Linked DNA regions of Mus musculus: region 2 is linked to region 1. Evidence: chromatin contacts called from public HiCAR-type data. All regions are on one chromosome and are shown on one strand. The core of a region is the stretch at or near the end of the contact, and the rest is flanking DNA. Distances in the headings are between cores, read along the strand shown.

Evidence for each region. HiCAR-type assays count read pairs that join an accessible place to other places.
Region 2: a contact with region 1 is called in a HiCAR-type map of astrocytes, with 7 times the contacts expected there. The contact joins the promoter of Gtpbp4 here to the enhancer-like site in region 1. A contact is called at or near these places in 6 of 39 promoter capture datasets (the 3T3-L1 cell line, 3T3-L1-derived adipocytes, cranial neural crest and 2 more) and 4 of 115 datasets of contacts at active chromatin or transcription factors (astrocytes, embryonic stem cells, large pre-B cells and 1 more).

Annotation. Positions count from the first base shown.
Region 1 is chr13:6,621,519-6,626,764 of GRCm38.p6, forward strand. Pfkp (phosphofructokinase, platelet) reads right to left here. Exons shown (of 22, transcript NM_019703.4): 3 at 3,618-3,695; 4 at 389-578. Among named protein-coding and RNA genes, the nearest start is that of Gm35730, 3.6 kb to the right of the region's middle. Within about 2 kb of position 3,288, at least 50 of the 459 cell types and tissues checked have an H3K27ac peak or open chromatin away from gene starts, as enhancers often do. A contact at or near this core is called in astrocytes, where this site is marked.
Region 2 is chr13:8,992,893-8,998,138 of GRCm38.p6, forward strand. Gtpbp4 (GTP binding protein 4) reads right to left here and starts at 3,120. Exons shown (of 17, transcript NM_027000.4): 1 at 3,057-3,120. The coding sequence starts at 3,104.

The DNA.
Region 1 (5,246 bases), core at 2,038-4,537:
CTTATTTAAACTGTGTGGTACCAGATGATAGGAGGCAAAACAACAGCCACAATTTGGCTATGACTAAAAATGAAGCTGGAACTGGTGATACACACTTTGAAGGCCAAACTGGCAGGAGGCAGGTACAGGTAGATCTATGAGTTCACATGCCAGGCTGGTCAGTACAGTGAGACCACATCTCAGAAACTAAAACGAAATTTTAAAAAATGGCTCAAAAGTATGTATGTCCATGTCAGCTATAAATAAAATAACTGTCGTCCCCCCCTCCCCCTTAAAGAAGGCACAATGTGTTACTTCCGAAGCTCTTAAAAAGCACCAACAGAGAAACCTGAGGCCGACTACTCAGAGCAAGGCACTAACAAGGGTGGAAACAGAAAGAGAAACCTACCATTCCGAGCCAGCTCTTCCAGAAGTCCGCTCCACTCCTTTCGGAAGAGGTTGGCTCCCGTGAGACTTCCGTCCCCGCCGATCACGCACAGATTGGTTATGCCCAAGCGCGCCAAGTTACAGGCAGCTTTCAGGCGCCCTTCACGGCTTCGAAAGGCTTTGCAGCGCGCACTACCGATGATGGTCCCACCCTGGAAAGGACATAAATCACGCTCACTGACAGTAAGTCAGGTGGATCGGCACAGGCAGTGAACCATGATACCTGTAGAACTTTCCACGGGGTTTCCTCATTTTCATCTCAGTTTCCTACCTTTAGTGGAAGTCCCTAAAGGAACACACTAGCCTGATACCCGTGAAAGATGGATGGTAGCATCCACTGAATGGAAAGAACAAGTGTGTACAGGGTCACTGCAGCCTCCCAGCTTCTTGGGGTCAAAACTGTCCTGACAAGAGATGAACTGGCACTCCACTGGGCATCAGCCATGACCTGTAGCACAAACTTGTCCTGCCTTCAGATGATGGCCTGGCTCTCCCATGAGTCAGATCTTTGAACAATCTGAAAGGTGTGTAATTTTGGTGACTTCACTTAAAAGCATAGTCCCAGTGTAGTTGTCCTCATGAAGGGTCCAGACTATATCAAAGAATGAGAGTTCACCTGTGCCTCTCGGTAAACCTGTCATTTCTGTTGTGTCACACAAGGGACGGCATCAGCTACAAGTCACCACTAGTTCCTCTAGCATTTTATGAAAGCTGCATCTTAAGAAAGCTTAAGTTCCATACCCAAGCTTCCAGGAGAGAGAAAGAAGTGATTTTCTATACAGCTTTTCAAATAGTTAAGATCTTAGCCCAGTGCCGGTGGCGCACGCCTTTAATTCCAGCGCTTGGGAGGCAGATGCAGGAGGATTTCTGAATTGAAGGCCAGCCTGGTCTACAGAGTGAGTTTCAGGACAGCCAGGGCTACACAGAGGAACCCTGTCTTGAACCTTCCTTCCTACCCCTTCCCCAAAAGTTAAGATTTTAGAACAATGAGGTTCCTTTAAACAAACAACGAATCAGTTTAGAAGAGTTGAGTCCATTCCCGAGACAACTGCTTCTGACTCGTGCGGTTTCCAGGCTGAACCATGCTACAGGCAGAGTCTCAATGCAGATGGCTCACTAGAAACCCATTCTCCTCCTTGCATGCTAGAATTCATATGTCTAAAGCTCATTTATAAAGCTGTCAAAATTTACAGTTTTCCATGAAAATTACCACCATGTTATTGAGTGAAACCTTAGTTAGAAATTACTAATAAAGATGAAGTCAACGCAACACCTACACTGATGCTGGGTTAGTGCCATTGCTAAGTGGGATGGGCCACATGCAACTGGACATGACAGAGGCGGGCCAGGGGTGGCAAGAGCCAAGTCCAGAGCAGAGCTGAGCCTGTTCTCTGAACCATCTGATAAAGACCAGTCAGAAGAGCATGGTACTGTTACAACTGGGAGTGGAAGGGAAACCCACGGACTCCAGAGTTGAATAGATACAGTGGGCAGCCTCAGGATGAAAACTATGGACAACCAACTTACAGATGCCATTCATAGATTTACACACACACACACACACACACACACACACACACACACACCCTCTCAACCGAGCAGTGTTTCCTATTTTCCTATCTCAATCACAACAGCAGGATGGGGATGTTCTGTGTTTAACAGAGTGCTTGTCTTGAAAGCATTACTCTGCCTAACTTTGAACTTCCCAAGCCGTTCTTCACTCTCTAGGTACGCAGCAAAGCTAAGACATTCCCAGGTGCCATCTCCGAGTCTTCGACATTTGCTAAAGTGCATATGCCCTTAGCACCTTCAGAATGAATTTGCTAATTTTACTTATATTAAAAAGTACTCCAGATGAGTCAAAGATTAATGCTTAGGTTTTAAAGCCTCAAGCAACAAATAAATAGCTTTGTATGAAGTCTTTTCTTTCTATGCCTTCTCTTTACTTCTCAATTAATTTGTTCCCTCATTAAGCCAAAAGGTTCCAGGGATGTAAGCAGCATAAGTTCCCTGGACAGATTTTTTTTTTAATCAAAGCAGGCAACCATTTACAATTACCTCTTCCTTGTGCACAATACAGAAATTAGCTGTGTCTGCTTCAAGCTAGAACAGGGATGAAGTGTCCCAGTTAAATCCACCGCCCTAGGGGCTGCCAGTCAGAATTTTTCCCAGGCTTTGTTTTACTCTGTGCCAAGGGATATATAAAAACCCAGAGGGCACAGAGATTTACCGATGAGCACACAGTACCAGCAAACCAAATTAACCTCTACTACACTCATTTGCTCTGAAAAAAAAAAAAATCTTCCAGAAATACCACAATGAACAGTAGCTGAGGCTGAGACACCCAAGCTTGTATTGCAAAGATACTTCCTGAGTTGAGGTCATGTTGGTATTTTTAAGATGGAATAAAAGGGCTTGAAGGATGACTCAGTGGTTAAGACTGCTTGCTATATAATCGTGGGGACCAGATCCTCAGATTCGAGCTCCCACATATCAGGCTAGGTACTCCACAAACGGTTGTAATTGCAGCTCCAAGAGACCCAACATCATCTTTTGACCTTTCTGTGCATAGGGGCACACATACGCCCATATACTCACATAGGCATGCACATACATACCTAAAGTAAAAATTAATTAAATGACACATCTTGTAGATTGAATGTGAACCCTTGGTCCTCAAGTAGGGACACTATGTAGGAGGACTGTAGCTGCTTTGAGACCAGGTGAATTCCACATGGCTTGCTGGGGGAGAGCCTTGAAGGTGCCAACCATCCCAGCTTCTGGTCCAGTCCTCTGATTCTGATCTGCCAAGGCACTGAGAAGCCACTTGACAATCTCCCTCGACCACAAGCTTGGCCACAAGCCACTACCTGTCATGTGCCGAACTGCTCAGCCTCTCAAGCCACCCTGCTCTCCTGACTAGAAGGACTATACCTACTGAACCATGAGCCCAGTAAATCCTCCCTTGGGTTCCTTCAGTCAGATATCTGTCCCAGAGAAAGGAAAATAAGGAGCATGGTAAGAAATGAGTGTCCTCTGGCCTTATAACTAGTTTAAAACAGTAAACTAATTATAGTTTATTATGAGCTAGCAGGGATGGGAAGGCGTGTTAGAGCTTACTCAAGCATCCAGTGTTTTAAATGAAAACAGAGACATTAATATAGAGAAACAGAGAACAGCATGGCACCTACCACTTGCAGAATGCTGGAGACACAGTCCCATTTGGCTTCCACAATATTGGAGCCTCCATCCACCAAGCCTTGGTAACCCTGGATGAGGAAAAAAAACAAACATCTATTTAAAGAGAGGCTAGGCTTTACTGTACATTAATTAATAAACCCACAAATTATAAAACAGAAACACGATGACAATGAACCTAGTTTTTAAACTGACTGTTAGAAGACAATGCAAGCAAGTGCTAGATAAAAGTATTTAGCCATAGTCATCAATCAACCAATTAATCAATCAAAACCAAAAAGCAAACATTTCTACAATGAGCTTAGGAAAGGAAGGGAAGGAACAGGTAGAACGGAAGCCTCAGTGCACCCTGGGTCCATGTGTCAGGTCCTGCTCCCCACTATGATGAAACAGATTCTACCTAGGGTGCAGTGTCTTCATCCAAACTCATAAGCTGCTGAGCCAGAGAGAACACAGTGAGGGATGCGGCAGCCAGGGCCTCAGCCATGACTCCACAGCTCTCCGAGAAGAGCAGGACAAAGAGTTGCACTCACCAAAGGGCTTTGGCATAAGATAACATGAAGACATGTCAAGCTCCCTCCCAAAGGCCCACTGTGATAAGGTCTGCATTCAGTAGTAGGGTAACTAAAAGGCCCAAAGCAAGGATGTAGCCCCAACTTGCACACTGGAGAAGAGGACCAGCCGGAAGGCCACAAGCATCCTGAGATTGTCTCGGGGCTGGAACAGGTAAACCTTTCCTGGCATCAATGTCCAGCAGCATCCACACTCATAGAACTGCTCCCCACAAAGCCACCACAGGCCGCTTGACTACTTAACTATGCCACACAGTGAACAGAAATGGTGCCTTTCCTCTTATTCTTTTAACTTAAATGCTGGGTTCTGTCTGTTTGTTGAGACAAGATCTCACATACCCCAGACGGGCCCTGAATTTACTGTGCAGCTGAAGGTGACCTTGAACTCTGTTTCCTCTACCTCTACCTCCTACGAGCTAGTTACAGGTGTGCACTGCACTGGCACACCCAGTTTTATTTGGTGCTAGGGATTAAAGTCAGGACTTCCTAGGTGTCAGGCAAGCATTCTACCAAGTATCCTCCATACAGCCTCAGATACTGACTTGACACTCTAAAAATTGTTTGTGTTTTTACAAAAGTTGTGCTAGTTAGAAAGCAAGGAAAAACCATTCTGCAAACTTTAACACATTCTAAAGGCGCTTAGCAACAATAATCGGAATTATTTAAGTAAATAAGAAAAGAATGGCTGGATTACTATTGTGTTTAAAGCTTCCACCCCACTGCGCCCATGGAAGCTTGCTAGGAAATGACTTGGTCTTTAACTGTGAAGTCTTTGTGTTCGCACCACTTAGGAAAGATACCTGCCCCCCACAGCTTTAAACCGCCTTTGACTAAAAGGAAGAAATTACCAAGTTAGGAGAACTAATTTTGCCCTATCTCATTATCATGCAGAAAGTGAGATCAGTTTCTTTCTCTAGTGAAGCAAAAGACTAAACATGTAATGTAGCCAACACATTTTTTCTAAAATTCCATTTTATAGTCTTGCCTTCAAAGCCAGTTGGATGACTCACCTAAGAAAAACATACCGCTGAGCCTTTGAAAAGCATACTT
Region 2 (5,246 bases), core at 1,870-4,369, 2.4 Mb after region 1:
TTAAACTACAAAATTTACTTTTTCAAAAATCAACTGTTTTGTATACAACTTGGCTCATCTTTATAGTTTCTGGCCTTTATGAAAACTTGCTACCCACCACCAAGACTAAGATAGTTGGGAGAATCTCAACCCTCCTCAAGAATGCCTGACCAAAAGGGACAGTGCTGGTAGTGTCTCTAAGTGTCAGAGCCTTGCATTATTTATGCCCTCAATCGCTCAGCCCCTACACCAAGTATGACACCAAGATCAACTAGGCCATGCCTCACAAAGACCCAGCCCCTGCCCCTGATAATGGGAGCATGCTCCATGTGTCCAACCACGCCAGGACCTGAGTTTGGAATGGCTGAAAAACTTGTGAATACTTCCAACTGATGGAGGAGGCCCCTTCCTTGTCACTCTTCCAATAAAAATATGCCTGGGGTAGAAGAGAGGACTTGCTAATGGTTGCTGAAATATATTTTACCCCATGTTTTTTAATGCTATTTTAACTTTCAAATAAACTCAAGAATAAATCAGAAGAAAAAGAGCCAGCTCTTCAATTTCAAGGATTTTGTAGCTTTGATTTTAAAGGGGTATAAAATGAAAAATCTAAAACTCATCATCTAAAATTTCCTGGGTATGCTGAGTAGACTATTTGAGATATTTGTACTTATTCACTTTTACCCAACCATAGAAAGCTGTTCTACTTTCCCTTGATCACTTCCATTAATTGAACAATATTGATCATTTTCTATAATAAAGGATAGAATGAACACAATGCTGAAGACAAAACAGTGAAGAAGACACTAAGATCCAACGAAACAAAACCAAAGGCAAGCAGGTAATCACAATACAGTCTGCCAGATTACGGAGAGCATGGATACTCAGGCCTGCTGCTCTTCTACTCTGTTCCTTTCCATGGTCCTCATATCTTTTAAAAGTTGCCTACTGAAAAGTTTCTCCAAACTCACCCATTTATTAGTATATTCTTTGTTTTTATTTTTCTAATCAGGGTTTCTCTGTGTGTAGCTTTGATTGTCCTGGAATTTGCTCTGTACACCAGGCTAGCCTCAAACTCACAGAGATCTCCTGCCTTTGCCTCCTCAGTAGTGGGATTAAAGGCATGCACTAACACCGACTGCCCAGTTCTCACTACATTCTTATGTTATCCCAAATCTCTGATATTTACAGGAGTTTATAGTCAGGGTTCCTCCCACCCAAGCCCTCGCCCACCAAAACAGAGAGATATTTGAGTTCACTTTATAAAATGGCACAGTACTTGTGTGTAGAAGAATCCACATATATTTGTCATATACGGTAAATAGCTGTAACTATATGTAGGGAATGCTCCTTTAAAAAGTCTATGTGCATGGTGGCTCACGCCTTTAATCCTAATCCTAGAGGCAGAAATGTATAAGTTCCAGGCCAGCCAAGGCAGACAAAAAGAAAGCAAACAAACAAAAAAGAGAAAATAAAGTCTATGTACATTAAATATAGATGCAATTTTCAAATAGTGTTTTTAATCTGTGTTGGTTGACTCTGGATTTGAACTCATACAGAGGGCCAATTGGAGCTCACACTTCTCCATCATACTGCGGTGGGTATAAACACATTCAGTTATTCCTTCAGAAAATCCTTTTTTTTTAAGATTTATTTACTTATTTATTTATTATATATAAGTACATTGTAGCTGTCCTCAGATACTCCAGAAAAGGGCATCAGATTTCATTACAGACGTAACGTGGTTGCTGGGATTTGAACTCGAGACCTTCGGAAGAGCAGTCGGCGCTCCTAAACCACTGAGCCATCTCGCCAGCCCCCAGAATATGATTCTTAAAGACGCAGACTATTCTATGTGTTTCTATACACAGAACTTGGCACACACTTTACAAAAGCACCCCATACTCTTCAGATTGACTTTTTATTTCCCACCACCTATCTACACACATGCAAACTCATCTGCAAACAGACCTCCTTCAGGGCAACAGAGACAAAGGCTGCCTTTCCTAGGTCAATTATATCAACAAAGTTCCTTTGACCCAATGAACTCTATTTCCAGTGAAATAAAAAGTGTACGAGTTCCTTCAACATGCACTTGAGAAGTAGTGGCGACAGTCTCGTGGGCTAAAACAAAATGTGATTCCTACATGTAGTTTCTTTCCAATTATTACAAACGTGTGAAAAACGTATCAGAATGGATATCAGAAAGAGGAAGAAAGGAGAAATACAGAGACGTGTAAGGAAAACAACTAGTGGAAACATGGTTTTTGTCTTTTCAAGACAGGGTCTTTCAGAGATCCGCCTACCTTTGCCTCCCTAGTGCTGAGACTAAAGGCGTGCACTACCACGCCCACCAGAAAATACTAGTTCTTTACACAAGTTTTCAAAGCAAGCTCATTCAGAAAGGGGGATGTCGAAAACACCCACACTGCGGTCAATTTAACGATAGTGACACTGGTTCCTCTAACTGATTCTGCAATTTAATGCCCATGGCTTGCCAGAGAAACCGGTGTATCCTTTTAGGTTCTTTAGCCTACCTCATTCTCGACATTTGGGAGGAAAGCATCTTGCTACGTTACATAATGTGGGCCTGGCTACTTGCGTGCTTATAACCAATTGCATCTTTTAAGTCCAACGACAAAATGACAGCTACCTAAAATCTTTTTAGACCGTGACGTCACGAATCAAATTCTACTTAAAGGGGAGGGTACTCACACGACGCTCACCACTGGCCCCTTCAGGCTTCCTACCCTGCTCCTTACTGTGGCCACCACCCAGACACTTTGTCCCGTCGGCAGGCCACACAAGAATCATAGGCTCTGGAACGGCCCTGATGTCTTGGAGGGATTCTAGGGCTTAGGGTACCCAAGGACAGCAGGAGAGGGGCTTGGTTTCAGAGAGTGGGACTGATCTCCGAGGGTCGCGAGGACAAAGCCTAGCAAGCGGAGCTCCGCACTGAGGGCCGAGGGACTGCACGGTGTCCTCCCTCCCCCAGTCTCGGGGATACAGGCCTGGACCCTCCCTGGCGACTTGTCGGGGAAATGGAGATAGGCGGAAACGACCTCTGTCACCCCTACCTTGGCAGACGGCACCACCGTAATCTTCTTGAAGTTGTAATGCGCCATGCCGGCGGTGGAACGCACGAGGAACCAGGAGAAGCGGAGGACCGGACTTCCGCCGGCGGAGGTGGGCGGGACTTCCGCTATCCGGCGTGACACAACTTTGGCTGCCGGACTCAAGCGTTACATCATTTCCTGAATGTCCGCGAGGCGTGGCCCACGCGTCCGCCTAGACAGGCTTCTAGTCCCACAGCGTCCCCGCTCGGCCGGGAAGTCCGCCGCCAAGAGCCGCGGTAGAGATCTGCTGGGTTTAGAGGTGGGAGAGATAACCTTGCGGGGTGAAAGGGAGACTCCCGGCTGGCCACCTTGGCGGGGCTCTCAGGAAACACTGCCCTCACCCAAGCCGGCTTCGGGGCTCCAAAGGGTGTTTCCAGCCACCTCTGGGGACGCCGCGGCCAGAGCGAGTGACGAGCGGGAAGACGCAGCGCGGGGCTTCTGCATCACTTTGGTGTCCCTTGAGCAAGAAAGGCTGTCTGTCGCCTGGCAGTGTGGAAAGTTATTTATTCGAGTAAATTATGTTGACGGGGCTTCTGTTAATGGAGTAGACTGCATACTTCCAGGTGGCCCGAGTTTCCTCTCCTGACCTTGCAGTCTCGAGGTGGTTTGTGGGTGCTCCACCTTCACCTGACCTTCACCTGACATGGGCCAGTGAAAAAACTCTGCCCCCCACACAGCTGCCCAGAACCCAGGCACCAGACATAGACACAAAGTCTGATCCGTACAGACCTACATGGATTGAAGCCAACCTTCCCACTTGCGTTTTCCCTGTCAGTTTAATTAAGCCACCCATTTCTTTACCTTAATCCATCTACTCTTGCCTCATGATTATCTTTTAACTAAAAGACCCTTTCTCAGGTGTTGCCATCTTCTTCAAACCTTTCTCCCTATTTTTCTGTGACATCCATCATTCTGGTACTTGATGTCTAGAATGCAGTCTTCTTTGCTAATTTACCTTCCTGAGTCTCTCCCTAACTAGATAATCCTCAAGGTTCTTCCTCTCCTCAAAGTCTCCTTTCTCCTTTCTCCTTCACAGCCCCAGTGTGGACTACTTTGATAATACAAGTTGCTTTCAGCCTGGTGTCTTTTTTAATTACAATCAGACATTTTCAATCAGACTCCAGATATGTTAAATTGGGTATTTCCCAAGAGCATTTACTTTCTGCTTTTCTGACTAAATGCATCTCTCTGTGCTGTTGGAAAGGACAGTCTCGGGCTGGTGAGATGGCTCAGCGGGTAAGAGCACTAACTGCTCTTCTGAAGTTCCTGAGTTCAAATCTCAGCAACCACATAGAGGCTCACAACCACCCATAATGAGATCTGACACCCTCTTCTGGTGCGTTTGAAGTCAGCTACAGTGTACTTATGTATAATAATAAATAAATCTTTGGGCTGGAGTAAGCAAGAACTGAGTGAGGCTCGGCAGTGGTGGCGCATGCCTTTAATTCAAGCACTTGGGAGGCAGACACAGCTGGATTTCTGAGTTTGAGGCCAGCCTGGTCTACAGAGTGAGTTCCAGAACAGCCAGGGCTACACAGAGAAACCCTGTCTCAGAAAAAGCAAAAAGGAAAAAAAAAAAAAAAAAAAACTGAGTGAACTGAATTGATCGGAGCAAGCAGGGTGGACTGGAGCAAGCATAGGTCCTAAAAATTCAATTCCCAACAACCACATGAAGGCTCACAACCATCTGTACATATACAGTGTACTCACATACATAAAATAAATAAATCTTAAAAAAAAAAAAAAGGCCAGGCGTGGTGGCGCACGACTTTAATCCCAGCACTCGGGAGGCAGAGGCAGGTGAATTTCTGAGTTCGAGACCAGCCTGGTCTACAAAGTGAGTTCCAGGACAGCCAGGGCTACACAGAGAAACCCTGTCTCAAAAAACCAAAAAAAAAAAAAAAAAAAAAAAAAAAGGAAAGGAAAGGACAGCCTCACATTCTGACTCCCCACTAGGGTACTGAACAAAACTGAACAGAGTCAAGAGCAAGGTTGACCAAGACTAAAGACCTTGAAACAAAGTTAGTAGATGAGGCCTCAGGGGCAGAGGTGAGGTCATAAGAAGAGTGGCCCTACTGATGATGAATCCCAGGAACAGGAGCAGAGAAGGAAAATTATGGAATAAGGCAAAAGAGCTGTATGTGGTCCCAC